Regions from separate parts of the Zea mays genome. Here region 2 is linked to region 1. Evidence: chromatin contacts called from public Hi-C data. All regions are on one chromosome and are shown on one strand. The core of a region is the stretch at or near the end of the contact, and the rest is flanking DNA. Distances in the headings are between cores, read along the strand shown. Region 1 holds the start of LOC103654555 (filament-like plant protein 3). Region 2 holds the start of LOC542703 (calcium-dependent protein kinase 24).

Region 1 (2,700 bases), core at 144-2,643:
AACATGGGGTATCCACTCCTGCTGGGTCAATACAAGACCCCATGTGGCTGCCCATAGAAGGGAATAATCAACAACTTCGATCATAGGTATGGGTCCCCACGGACAGGACCCGGACATCCACATGGGCCCACTGAATCCCTAGAAAGGGGGTCTGGAGCAGCTCCATGTCCCTAGAGTAAAAACACTCTTTGACTACAAGTTCGTTTCCAGACCTCCGGGAGTGGTTCTGGACCCCGCGTGTGTCATCAAGACCTAAGCCAAGTGAGATCCAGTGCTGCCACGTGTATGAATCATTACAGCTAGGGCCTAGACCCCCTCAAGCATGTTTCGGACCCCTAGTCGGGGAGGTCCGAGGGTGCCTCGTTGCCACACGTTCCCAGATTTGCTCCCTGCCTAGGCAGAGGTCCGGTGCCGACGCATGGCCGGGGACGCCTTACGTATGCCTCTTGACATGGGGTTCGACATCATTAAGTGCGGACGAGATACGTGTTTGCCCGCGCCAGTGGCAAGTGGTGTGCGGCCCGCATTAAATGCATGCGACGTGCGAAGTCCGCAAGGTCTGGGCTACGCCAGTAACCCGCGTGTTACCGAGGTAGGACCATTGACTCAATGCGTCGCAAGGACGCCCCTCATTATGGCTCTTGCTGTTCCCCGCAAATTACTGAGGCAAGGTGGAACAGGTGGAGGGGACATGATGACAACGTCCATACACCCCTACACACGACAACGTATCAACCTACGCCACAACTTACATCAAAGCCTACGCTCGAGCTCCGATTAGATGGGGCAAGAGAATAGTGGGCCAAGAGATCCCCACGAAGACCAAGAAGAGATATCTGACCGCTGTAGAGAAGATCTTGGTTGACCAGGATTCATCGCCCATCTTCTATATATACTTATTAGATTATTGGGCCCACTTTTTGAGACTCGGTCACCTTGTAGGTGCCTCCCTTGGACTATAAAAGGGAGGCACACTCCCACAGTGGGGGACAATTTCAACTCACAGGCTAGATGCTCTCGCTGAGGCAATACAACGCTCAAATATGGAGGTAAGGTATTACGCTCCGGCGGTCCGAACCACTATAAAATTCTTGTGTACTTGTGGTCATCCACCTTAGCAGGTAAACCTCATAGCCCCGCCTCATCTTAGGATCAAGACGAGTGCATTCTGCCACCCAACCGGAGTTTTGCACTCTGTCATCCATGATTAACAATTGTTTACTTTAGCATCATATAAACGCATCATGAAAATAGATTCAACAAATTCATCTTATCATTTAGTTTTTAGCTATACAATTAATTTTATAATTATACCATATTTAATACTTTGAACCAAACAAACAAGCCTTCGTAGTGCCTTATTAACAGGTCCCAAAGCGCTAGGAGGGGCCCACGTATAGGAAGAAACAAAAAGGGAACAAATAAACAAATCTGAGCCCCGTACCCGCATCCGGACCGAGGCTCGTCTCCGTCTTCCCAACAAAAAAAAAACAACTGCTATGAATCCGTCCCAGGAAAAATAGAGCAACTTGACCCCATTCATCCGTCGAACACACTGCACCTGTTAGTATTATAGCAACAGTATTTCAGTACCAGTGCTCAATCTAGGCAAAAGCCCGCAAGCGCACAGTTAACAACACGCTACACGCCTACACCAGCATCGCTTGCTGAGTACACTTGAGCGACACTGTGTGAGCTGTGGTTGAATAGTTGAGAAAAAAAAACTCAAAAAGAAAAGGCTACGCCTCTAGCTCGAGTGGGGAGAGAGAGAGTGAGAGACGAGACGGGGAGGCAAAGGCACCACGAGCCACTCTAGAGACGCCTCCTCCGTTTGTTCGAGCTGCCTGGGCGGGAAAGAGAAAGCGAGACCGAGACCGCAGGGATTGAAAAAAGAGGGTGCAAAAGCAAGGCTCGGATTCTTGCGGGGCGAGCGACTCGTTTCTCGTCTCTGCGCTGCGAGCGAGGCTCCTGCTCCTCGCGGTCTCGCTTCCCTCCAAGTTCCAATCCAGCACCGGGCGCCACCGCTAATCAGGTACGGCGGTTCTTCCTGTTGCCTCTGCATCTCTCTCGTGGGGTGGGTCCGGGGGCAATGCCGGGTGCTGTTCTTGCGCCTTGTACTCGCGTCCCCGCCGATTTCTGTCCACCAACACCAACAGGGGAAAGGGGACAGGAGCAGTAGCGCTTCCGGACCCGTTGGAAGTAAAAACCGAAGCTTTAATTTTTTTTGTCTGGCGTTCCACGCGGTTCTTGTGACGGTTGCCATTCCCTACTGGCTGGGCTGTGGTCGCAGGTATTAATGCTCTCCGTTTCGCTTTTTCTTGCGCCGCCCCCGTTTCTTGAATCTTGGCTGGTTGTTCCTTTTTTTTCCTGAAATTATTTTTTGGTGGGGTACCGGGTGGGCACAGATGCTGTCCTGCACCCTCCTCCTGGCGATTTTCGTTAGGGTTTTGGTCTGCATTGTGTCTCCGATGTGGGATTTTGCTGAGATTTGGTGATGGGCGAAAGCTGAAGTTTTTCTAGCCCCGCAATCTTTCTCCCTCCGGGTTTTCTGCGGATTTCATCTTTCTGCATGCGGAGTGTGTTTGACTGAGATTTTCGGTGGATTTGAAGGAAGAAATCTCAGTTTTTTCTAAAGAAAACCATTAATGTTGATCTCCGGGGAATTTGAGCCTTTGTCTCATCCCTCCGCTACATTTTTGT
Region 2 (2,700 bases), core at 51-2,550, 290 kb before region 1:
ACCCGACTGTTGGACCTTTGGTCCCGTTGGCGCACCGGATGTCCGGTGTGACCAACTGACCGTTGGCGCGGGCCACGCGTCGCCCGCTGATTTCGCTGCCGACCGTTGGCACGGGCGCCTTTGGCACATCGGACAGTCCGGTGCACACCGGACAGTCCGGTGAATTTTAGCCGCAGCGCCACTGTCTTTTTCTCGAGAGCGACGAGTTCGTCGCCGAGCCAGCCTAGGCACCGGACACTGTCCGGTGCACCACAGGCTGGTGCTAGTTTGGCTAAACTCAGCCAAATCTTCTCCAACTCAATTTCTTTTGATTTGACAAGATTCCTGGCACTTAGATAAATATGTTAGTAGCCAAAAACAATTTACTAAGGCTGAAGACATACCTTGTTCTTTGATTTGCATCTTAGTACTTATGAACCAACGTATTTTGTGTTGGATATCTAATCACCAAAACATTTTTAGAAATGGCCCAAGGGCACATTTCCCCTTCAATTTGTTTGATCACCGAGCTTGGGAGCTTGAGAGTGCATATATAGAAAGTAGGTAACGACGAGAACACTAAAAAATGACCATTTGTAATCTCCTAGCTTGTGATAGGAACACTAAGATTGATGATATGTGTCGTCAATCTTTTGTATCAATGAAAGGAAAGCTTTTAGGATTAATTTAACTAAACTCATGGGCAGCCCAAGATATATGATGGGGAAAGTTCCAATCTGGCAGTTGAAGGTTTTTTTTACAACAGTTCCATTTTCTGATTAGACACATTTACCAGGTAGATATTCGACTTGTGTTAATTGGAGTAGAGACCCATATAATCTACAAAAAATAGTTTAAAATAGCCTTGAGGACAAACAATTGTTTTGGGCATGCTTCCATAATATGGATGTCGTCGTCCGCATATTGAATAATTGAGAAGTTATGTCCACATCTTTGCTATACAAGTAGTCTAAGAAGGCTAAGGTCTTTTGCTTTGTTTATTATTGATTGTAACAAGTCAGTTGCTAGGATGAATAGAAGTGGTGAGAATGTTTATGATGACCACGTGTTTAAGTTTGTCAAACGCTTTTTCAAAGTCCAAATTTTAGGATGATCATTTCTTTTTTGGACTGTTTGCATAAATGTATGTATCCAAAAGAGCAAGCCACTCAATCCATAACGATTTATGTGAATGAGCTCACCCTCTACAGTTGGCCAACAGTTTGGTTAGAAGTTTCACGAGCGAATTCAAGAGTGAGATTATAATCACTACCTCAATAACAATAAAGGTGTCTTATTTCATAGGACAATGTGGGACCCATTTATGCTTTGCAAATCATACTGTTTCCAATAATTATAGTTGGTCACTATACACGGTTTTTAGCAGACATGGACTCTTGCGTATTTTCCAATTTACAAAAGGAAAAATATTAAAAAATAGTAATAAAAAAGGGAAAAAAAACAATGGAGACATCGTCGTCGTCTCCTTCCTCCCTCCTTCCTGGTCGCCCATGGATTATTCCATAGATACGACCTAGCTGCGCTGCTACAGCCCCCGCATTTCCCTTCCCCCAATCCTCTCCTCCACGAACACGCCCTCCCTTTTGCCCGTTCCCAGCCTCGAACGGCAAATCAAAAGGCAGATATATGAGCTCTTGGTCATCGTCTCCACGCCCCATTGGTAGCCGCCTCTGAAATTCCTATAAAAAAAGATATATGGGTGGAGCCATCACCCACGCCGCCAAGATCCTGTCTTCTTGCGCGGCCAGCTCGTAGCTCCACGCCGGATAGATAGAAGAGGCCAACCTTTCCTCCCCGCTTGCTCCCCTTTTCTTTCGGCAGGATTGCACATCTTCCCCCACGTGACACCTGAGAAAGTGAGAGCACAGATTTCTTCTTCCCCTTGCTGCTGCCGTTTCTCGTTTCCGTTCCTCTCTGCTCGTGGGTTTGTCATAGATAAACCTCGCATAAAGCTTCGTTCCCTCGGCTCTTGGTCCCAATCGGCAGGGCTCCTCCGCTTACCCGCTCCAATTTCTCCCCCCCCCCCCCCCCCCCCCCCCCCTGTTCTTCTGTCTCCAACCCGCGGGAATCCTTGAGGAGTTGCAGGAATTTGTAGCGAGAGGTGATTTTCTTTTTTTCCTTTTGACCGGTTCTTGATCGCCGTATCCCCAAATTTCTCACCTTTTCTCCGGGTTTTCCGGTTTTTTGTCCAAGAACAGGCTCCTTTCCTGCTGCGGAGGCCGTCGTACGGTTCTTGATCCGGGGAGCACACCTGGGGCGCGCCAATGCAGCCGGACCCGAGCGGGAACACCAATGCGAAGGCGAAGCTGCCGTTGATGGCTCCGGCGCCGTCGTCGGGGCGCCCGGCGTCCGTGCTGCCGTACAAGACGGCGAACGTGCGGGACCACTATCGCATCGGCAAGAAGCTGGGGCAGGGGCAGTTCGGCACCACGTACCACTGTGTGGGCAAGGCCGACGGCGCCGAGTACGCGTGCAAGTCCATTCCCAAGCGCAAGCTGCTGTGCCGGGAGGACTACGAGGACGTGTACCGCGAGATCCAGATCATGCACCACCTCTCCGAGCACCCCAACGTCGTCCGCATCCGCGGCGCCTATGAGGACGCGCTCTTCGTGCACATTGTCATGGAGCTATGCGCCGGCGGCGAGCTCTTCGACCGCATCGTCGCCAAAGGCCACTACAGTGAGCGCGCGGCAGCGAACC

The links. A called contact is a pair of places that touch in the nucleus more often than the background predicts.
Region 2: a Hi-C map of ear shows a contact between it and region 1, with 2.1 times the contacts expected there. The contact joins the promoter of LOC542703 here to the promoter of LOC103654555 in region 1. A contact is called at or near these places in 3 of 25 Hi-C or Micro-C datasets (ear, leaf and tassel).

What each region holds. Positions count from the first base shown.
Region 1 is chr4:210,653,864-210,656,563 of Zm-B73-REFERENCE-NAM-5.0, reverse strand. LOC103654555 (filament-like plant protein 3) reads left to right here and starts at 1,393. Exons shown (of 5, transcript XM_008681402.3): 1 at 1,393-2,032.
Region 2 is chr4:210,945,582-210,948,281 of Zm-B73-REFERENCE-NAM-5.0, reverse strand. It overlaps LOC542703 (calcium-dependent protein kinase 24), which reads left to right and starts at 1,300. Exons shown (of 8, transcript XM_008681406.4): 1 at 1,300-2,101; 2 at 2,199-2,700. The coding sequence starts at 2,265.